3 separate regions of the Mus musculus genome follow, and regions 1 and 3 are each linked to region 2. The links are chromatin contacts, called in public ChIA-PET maps. All regions are on one chromosome and are shown on one strand. The core of a region is the stretch at or near the end of the contact, and the rest is flanking DNA. Distances in the headings are between cores, read along the strand shown. Region 1 has its middle 6.3 kb from the start of Gm32018. Region 2 overlaps Slc9a9 (solute carrier family 9 (sodium/hydrogen exchanger), member 9). Region 3 has its middle 30 kb from the start of Gm32018.

Region 1 (2,700 bases), core at 30-2,529, 200 kb before region 2:
GATTTTGGGGGGTCAGGAGCAGAAGGCTTTAGTCTGAATGTTTGAGTTTACCAATTTCATATGTTGAAATCCTAACTTCCGTGCGATGCAGAAGGAGATGGAGGTTTGGGGAGGTGATCAGGCTATGAGGGTGGAGCCTTTGTGTGCAGAATTAGCATCCTTATAAAAGAAGCTCCCAGAGCCCTCTTTGGAGAGGGGACAGCACAGAGATGGCCACCTTCCAACCAGCAAGAGGACTTTCACCAGAACAAAATCTGCCAGTGCCTTGATGTAGATTTCCCAGTCTCCAAGGAGAATTAAGAAATGGATATTGGCTTCCAGCCAATGACATTTGTTAACAAAGCCCATGTTATGTCTCACAGCGATCCCCTCTTTGTGCTAAGCCTAGGGTCGAGCAGTTTGCACGCCCTGTCTCCTTTAATTATTGTTCTTACTTATTGGTTTTTGATACAGGGTCTCACTATGTAGCTCTTGAGGGCCTCAGACTTACAGAAATTCTCCTGTCTCTGCCTTCTGAGTGCTGGGATTAAACATGTGCTCTACCATACCAGGTCTTCACTAGTTTTTGACATTGACCAATCCCTGGGGGTGGCCTTGTTAGTTTTCCTTGTTTACTGTCAGTATTCCTGAGAGCTGGATGTTCATCTAACTTATAGCTATCCCCCAGTGTCAGAAATGGAGAGCAGCACAATGTATGGGAGCAGCAGGTACTTTTTAAAGTCAATCATCTTACCTTATCCATTCGTGATGAAAACATTCTCATCTTTATTTTACTTTGTTTGTCTGAACAAATATGTCAGAGCAAATCAGAGTTCTCCAAGCTGCAGAGTTAAGATTTGAACTTGACTCTCTGGGTTTACTAAGATGAGGAATATGTAGGTAGTTCCCTTCTGGGACGTTAGCTATAATCCATTTGTTTATCTTCTTCTTTTGATTATCAAGATTGGGGCTCAGAATTGGGCAGACGTGGGCTTAAAATGTTGAGCATGCCATTTATATATTGTTTGACCTAGAGCAGCTTGCTTACCCTCTCTGAATCTGGTTTGTTGTTGGTGTCTGTCTATGGCAATAAAATGATGATTCATCACAGGGCTATTGAGGGTTAGGGGAACACAGTGCATCCCAGTGATCAGGAAATGCCTCATTTTAGATGCCCGTTTTAGGAGATCTAGGATTCCCGTGATACAGTGAGTGCTATCAACACACACTTCCTGTCTAGACTTCTTACTGCTGCTCTATAATCAAATGCCATACCCCCTGTGGATACAACCCACAGAAACGCATTCTGGAGACAGGATGTGTGACATCAGGGTACTGGTGTAGGTGGGTTCTGCTGCGGATCTCTTCAGAGAGGCACCCGATAATTTCTTGCTTTGTCGTCATGTGGTAGAAGCAAGAGCGCCTCGGTGGTTTTTTTGAGAGGAGCAAGGATTTCACTCCAAGCTCTGCTGCTCTTGGCTTCCTCATCTCCTGGAGGACCAGTCCTAATGCCACCACCTGGGGCTCTTATGAATAGGGCGGGGCATAGACAGTCAGTCCACACACTGCTCTACCATCTAGAGGTAATTAAAGAAAGGAATGTCTGAGCTTAAGCAGTGAGGGTGGGAGAGGAGGAAAAGAGTGGATGCAAACACCAAAGACATTGATTTTTGACCTTATAGTCTTCTTGGGGTCCGTGCTTTTCAGGGAAACAGCTATGTATATATTCAAAAGAGTTCCAAGGTTCACAGTGCTCATACCTGGCCTGGAATCTGGAATCTGTAGCATTGCTGTTTGATCTCATCCTTCCCTACCCCCTCTCCCTGCTAACTTCCATAGGGTTTCTCTGTGTAATAGCCCTGGATGTCTTGAAACTTACTTTGTAGATTGGGTTGGCCTGGCCCCCAACTCACAGAGATCTGCCTACCTCTCCCTCCTGAATGCTGGTATTAAAGACATTTGCCACCATGCCTGGCTACCTTTTAGATTCTTACTGAGTGAGAATTCAGCTACTAATGGATGTCACCTCTATTTTTGACTATCATGAGTCTCTCGTAGACAATGCTGGTTTTAAAACTTGATGCTTTCCTTGGGAGCTTCTGGCACAAACCTTTTCTGGTAGACCATGTCTGGCACATGTGTGTTTTAAACACTTGAAGTGAGGTTGGTTCAGGCCATGATGGGTTTGGCTGCCGGTGCTCCCCGAATTCTGGATGTTTGGCTTGGAAAACAGAGACACACAATGGTTACTTAAAGATGGCTGAGTGTAGAAATGAGAATTTCTAGAACATATTGGGCTAAACAAACTATATTGTTAGAATTTGTCTTCTATTGATTTTTTTAAACTTTCTTTTGTCATTTTGTAAGACAGGGTTTCACTTTACTGACCTAAAACTTGCTCTGTAGACCAGGCTGGCCACAAACTCACAGAGATCCTCCTGCCTCTGCCTCCTGGGTGTGGGGATTAAAGGTGTGCACCACTCCACCTGGCTGCTTTTGACTTTCCAACTATGGCCTCTAGAAAATGCAGCTTTCCATGTCGTACTGCTTAAACTCCACTCCTATGTGGCACAGCCCTGGGACACAGATGCCTGAGGTCATCTGCTGTGACTGGAAAGCCCATTGCCTTAAAACTGGCTCAGAATTTGAGTTGGATATTATCTCTCTCTCTCTCACACAGTGACACACATACACACAGACACAGATACACATAGACACACA
Region 2 (2,700 bases), core at 46-2,545:
AATCATGGATCCCTAGCCTGGAGCTGAGTTCTCTAATGCAGAGAAAAAAAAAAAAAAAAAAAGCCTTGTCCAGATTCATGTGGGTTGTCCTCAGGGAGGGTCTAGGTTGCAGGGCCGGAACGTTATAGAATTGGCAGTGTGTGTGTGTGTGTACATGTGTGTGTGTACATGTGTGTGTGTGTACATGTGTGTGTGTACATGTGTGTGTGTGTACATGTGTGTGTGTACGTGTGTGTGCATGTGTGTGTAGATGTGTGTGTGTGTTTTAAGGAAATAATATAGAAGACAAATATGGGATGTTCTAAAGAGATTCTCTAGAAAAGGAGAAATAAGAAATTTTGTAAGGCTGCAACCAATCTCACAAAATAACAACAACAACAACATCATCACCACAATGTTTTAACTGACCGTTCTGGCACATCTCTAAAATCGCCTTCTGTGCTGTAAAATTTGCTTGCACACTTTGAGATTTCTGTATCTGATGATTTTACACGAGGATGGGAAGAAAAAAAAGAGGGAATCTTCTTCCCTAGCAAGACTCAAGTTCTTGATAACCAGAAGGCAATAAAACATGCTTTCTTACCCAGACTGGCTTGCTCCATGCAGCCCTGTCATGCTAATCTGCCGAATGCAAGATTCCTGATAAATTTCATGCAATTTCCATAAACAATGTACAGTGTACTGATCTCTCCCCGTGCCTCCTTACTGAGTACATTTCCGCATCTCCATTTTGACAGGCATCAAAGAGAACTGAGTTTTCATTCTCCAGAATTGCTTCTGGCTCTGTGTATCTCATTCCTTGGGCTTACCCCTCTCGATACCCACAGGCCTTTGCTGCCAGGTGCCAAGAGATATGTCTACATTTATTGCAGCCATTACACTAAGTTTCTCTAAGCTTTTCCTACTCCAGGATGACCAGCAGGGACTTGCACACACAGAGGTCACTGTGGCTCTTAGAAATGGATCCCACTCACTGCGCATGAAATACGTGCTCTCCGCAGCTGCTCCTGGGTTGGATCCCCAGTTGCCCACAGCCATCCTATCAGAGAAGACTGAGGGCGAGTGGGGAGCTTAGTAGATGAAACAGCAGTTTAATCTGTGTTTAAAACACTCCTCTCCCAAATCTTACAGAAACACAGACCCTGGGAACACCACGCTGTGGTTCTTCCCAGGGTTCCAGAAGAGCCAGAGCGAGTGAGGGGCCCTGATGGTTGCATTTCCTCTCCCATACAGTGAGCCCCTTGGGTTGGGGGTGGGCTGGGAGTGTGGGAGGAAGCTGGTGAGTGGGCGGGCCCGGCTTAAGTCAGGCTCCAGCAGAGCTCTGCAAAGGCTGCCTTTAACAGATCAGCCTCTACTGCTCTCAAATATCTCTCAGTCATCCTCCAGGCATCTGGCTGGGGGTGAAGACCGAGCAAGCTAGAAGCCCTAGCTTGAGCTATGAGCTGATGGCAGGACAGTGAAAACGAGACCTGTTTGAAAGTCCTGCAAATCAGGATGCTCTGCGCACAGGTAGCCCCCCAGCTTGAACACCCAAAAGGAGCAGCTCTTTATTGTCTCCATCTGTGGCATTCAGGCTGATGGTGAGGGCTTCGAGTGGACTAGCATTTGATTCTTCTCAGTCGAGTGGGGAAAAGTTTTTCAATTATTTCACTTAAGAAGGAGAAAAGGGTACATGCGTGGTATGTATGTATGTGTGCGTGGAGGGGGGGCGCAGGGGATGTGCTAAGAAGAAGCGTAAGAGGGAGAAAAGGAGAGGAAAGGGAGGACAGAAGGGATTGGAGTGGGTGAAGAGGTGAGAGAGCAGAAGGGAATTAAGGTAAGACACTCTCCCCGCCCCCACCAAGTCCAGACAGTGGCCACAGAGTGTGTGTGACCACAGGGGTTCCATGTGTGGCGGTCCGGTCCACGCTGTCCCGTTTTCCTGGCACTAGGACGATTGGTAGAGTGTCTCTTTCTGCTCATGCAGAAAATTCCTTTGAGGCTCCATTTCAACAAGCAAAGGTCCAACCTGTCTCAGGGCTGCTGGGCACCCTGGTGGGCTGCAGATTGAATGGAGATGCGGAGATGCCCAAGCATCAATTGCTGTACCACTTTGGGGCCTTTTTCTAGTGTTCTGCTTGAAGCATGGGAGAGAACAGAGATGGGCTTTCCTAAGAAACCCAGCTATAAAAGAGGCAGGACTGAGGGTTTTCACCAACATTTAAGCATTTCTCCCCACAGCAATCAAAGCAGACACTTCTAGTCCCAATTATTCAGGCAGCCTGCTGAAAGTGAGAAAGGATGTCAGCTGATTATGGGCTTTGGCTTCCTGTGTGCAAAGCATCTCAGAGGCTTGGGTGGGAACAAGACACTGCCCTGCCCCGCCCCACCTCAGACCATTTCCGGCTGGAGGATGTCTGTTTCCGGCCACACTGCTGATGGTCTTTGCTGACAGCAGAGTAGGTATCTGAAATGGCTTGGAGAAAGACAGGAGGCAGCACTTGAGAGCCACTTGCCTTCGGGGCAGCCTGAGTGAGCACTGGGTGAGCAAATAGAAATGGCCCCACATGTATTTAGTGTGGAAGGTTTAATGAAAATAAAATTTAGGGAAAAAGTGCGGTAGTTAATTGCCATGAGGGAATAGCATAAGAAACACCATCCATTTGAGACTTCAGCAATTCTCGATTTAAAAAAAAATCTTGCCAAAATATATTGCTTGGC
Region 3 (2,700 bases), core at 128-2,627, 160 kb before region 2:
AAACCCACCGAAGACAAGAGGCGTGGACAACTGGGAGTGTCTGTGAGAGAATGATAGTGGGAATCAGGGAAGGGTAGGCAGAGGACAAGCAGGACTGGGGAGAAGGGAAGAAGAGAGGAAGGCAGAGAGACAGAGATGCATAGAGAGACACAGAGACAGAAGGGATATAAAGAGATATACAGAAAGACACAGAGAGTCAGAGAGAGGTATACAGACACACACACACACACACACACACACACACACACACAGAGAGAGAGAGAGAGAGAGAGAGAGAGAGAAAGAGAGAGAGAGAGACATAGGGAGAGAGACAGAAAGACAGAGAGGTACACAGAGAGATACAGAGACACATACTGGTGTTATAACTCAACAATAGTCAATATATACAACATAGTACAATAGGATTATGAAGGAAGGCCATGGGATGGCTTAGTTGTCAAAGGTGATTTGATCATGATGGAAAGAGAGAAGTTGCTCTCTTTCCGATAGTTCTCTGACCTCCAAACATGCAGGGTGGCATGTGCGTGTGCATGCCTGTGCCCACGTGCACCCACAAATAGACACACACAAACACACACACACACACACTGAGTGAATGAATGAATAAACAAATAAATGCAGAAAAAGGGTCACAAAACAGTCACATCACCTAGTGGCATTGCCATAAGAGGCATCTCTCTAGTGTTTGGAGGGCTGTGCTGACACAGACAAACCCACCCACTCCTAATTCTATAAAAGAATAGCACGCACAGTACACTTACATACAGTCCCCAACACAAGACAATGCTAAGAAAATTCTGTTACTACAGGGTAGAGACATAGCTCTGCTGTGAGTAGCACTTGCTGCTCTTTCAGAGGACCTAGGTTCTATTCCCAGCACCCACAGCTCACAGCTTCTGTAACTCCAGTCCCAAAGGCTCTGATGGCCTCTTCTAGCTTCTCTAAGAACTGCACACACATGATAAACAGACACACATGCAGGCAAAACACTAATACATGTGAAATATAAATAAATAAATCTTTAAATAAATCTCTTGCTTTTTTTTGTTTGTTTGTTTTTGTTTTACAGCTACCGTCTCTACTTCAATAGTTATTTTGGAGTGCACTCCTTACACTTAGAGACAGAGCCTGGTGTCATGTTGATCACTAGCATTCACAGCTCGTGTTATTCTAGTGCCCGATGCTACCAGGAGCCCACCGCGAGCACTCGGCTAAGCAATGATGTTTGTGCAAGTGGAAGTAACTCCAGACATGTTTCTCGGAATGTCACTCTGTTAAGTGACACATGATTGTGTGTTTGTCATCATCTGGGATCATTTGTTGTTACCCTGAGTCAGAATGGCTTTCCTACTTGCTTTCATTTGCTTTGGCTTCTGGCCAGCCATTTCCTGTCTCTGCAGCTGTTTCTTTGAGGACAGGAAGGCTGATTTCATCTTAGGTGGTGAGGAGGAAAATGTCAATTATTGTGTTAGAAAACTAAGCAAAAATGCTGTGTTCTTTTCTCCTTTGTAAAGACCCCTCCCCCCCCCCCCCCAACCTGGTCACTAGAGATAAGTGTGGGGACTGGGCGTCATTCCCCTATGGCCTGAAGAGAGTCTTCAAAGACTGTTTGGTGGTGAGTAGTTGCCCTCCAGTCCCTGGAGATTGGCTGAGGGAAAAGGTAGGTGTGGGGGGGAGATAAGAGTAGATGCTGGCTGAGCAGCCTGGCTGGGGGAAGCCAGTGCACTGACCCTCAGGCCCGAGCCTGGCTTGGGTACCAGAGGAACCACAGCTCTTAACGGAGTTTCTGGGAGAGGAAAACAGCCAGAGAGGGGTGGAGGTGTCTGAGCTCAGAGTCCAAGGCAATGCTTCGCTTGTGAAGTTGGCCATCTGAAGGACTAATGGATGCTAGAAAGAAAGGGCAGTGGTGGGTGGCTTTCAAGACGCCAGATGACACAGACAGAGAGATATTTAAGGAAGTTGTAAGTACGGACAGGGACAGAGTACATCTAGAACTTTCAAGATCACAACCTGGTTTCTGTCATGGATCCAGTGAACTACCACTCTGGGTGGTGACAAAGAGGCCTAGCACAGTCACCAGCCATGCCAGTTAACAGAACTTCCCAGGCATCCTATGAAGGGAACAGGCTGCCCTCAGAAAGGGTATTAGAGTGTGGCGGCTTGACTGAAAAAGGCTCACAGGCTCGTATATTTGAATGCTTGGTAGAGCTGTTTGGGAAAAGATTAGGAGGCGTGACCTTGTTGGAGGAGGTGTGTCACAGAGGGTGTGCTTCGAGGTTTCAAAAGCCTACAACAAGCTCAGTCTTTCTCTGCGCCCCCAACTTGTGGCTAAGATGTAAGCCCCAGCTGCTCCAGCACCATGCTGGCCTACTGGCTATGCTCCTTGCCATGGTGGCCAAGGACGTCTGGAACCATGACCCCCAAATTAAATGTTTTCTTTTATAAGTTGTCTTGGTCATGGTGGCTATTCACATGAGTTAAAAAAAAAGTAACCAAGACACAGCAGACTTGCACAGCCTTCTGCAGTGTGTGGTTAGTCAGGTTAGGGTTTTGATCCTAACTGGCCATTGGCTGGTCATCTGGATGGGCTTGTGGACCTGCCAAGCCCCCTGAGAGTTATCTTATGGCTAATAGGAAAGTGACGAGATCTAGTAGAGCTGCTTCCACAAGATCATGAGCAGGGCAGGCACTTAGTCAAAG

What was found. ChIA-PET counts read pairs in DNA pulled down with a chosen protein or histone mark.
Region 1: an RNA polymerase II ChIA-PET map of memory CD8 T cells shows a contact between it and region 2, with 15 read pairs. The contact joins two enhancer-like sites. A contact is called at or near these places in 2 of 115 datasets of contacts at active chromatin or transcription factors (CD8 T cells and memory CD8 T cells) and 2 of 9 other capture datasets (embryonic stem cells and liver).
Region 3: a contact with region 2 is called in an RNA polymerase II ChIA-PET map of memory CD8 T cells, with 20 read pairs. The contact joins two enhancer-like sites. A contact is called at or near these places in 2 of 484 Hi-C or Micro-C datasets (muscle stem cells and nephron progenitors), 3 of 115 datasets of contacts at active chromatin or transcription factors (CD8 T cells, effector CD8 T cells and memory CD8 T cells) and 1 of 9 other capture datasets (embryonic stem cells).

The regions. Positions count from the first base shown.
Region 1 is chr9:95,315,525-95,318,224 of GRCm38.p6, reverse strand. No RefSeq gene overlaps it. Among named protein-coding and RNA genes, the nearest start is that of Gm32018, 6.3 kb to the right of the region's middle. Within about 2 kb of position 1,279, at least 32 of the 459 cell types and tissues checked have an H3K27ac peak or open chromatin away from gene starts, as enhancers often do. A contact at or near this core is called in CD8 T cells and memory CD8 T cells, where this site is marked.
Region 2 is chr9:95,119,941-95,122,640 of GRCm38.p6, reverse strand. All of the region lies in intron 12 of Slc9a9 (solute carrier family 9 (sodium/hydrogen exchanger), member 9), which reads right to left. Among named protein-coding and RNA genes, the nearest start is that of Gm32018, 190 kb to the left of the region's middle. Within about 2 kb of position 1,295, at least 105 of the 459 cell types and tissues checked have an H3K27ac peak or open chromatin away from gene starts, as enhancers often do. A contact at or near this core is called in CD8 T cells, effector CD8 T cells and memory CD8 T cells, where this site is marked.
Region 3 is chr9:95,278,753-95,281,452 of GRCm38.p6, reverse strand. No RefSeq gene overlaps it. Among named protein-coding and RNA genes, the nearest start is that of Gm32018, 30 kb to the left of the region's middle. Within about 2 kb of position 1,377, at least 65 of the 459 cell types and tissues checked have an H3K27ac peak or open chromatin away from gene starts, as enhancers often do. A contact at or near this core is called in CD8 T cells, effector CD8 T cells and memory CD8 T cells, where this site is marked.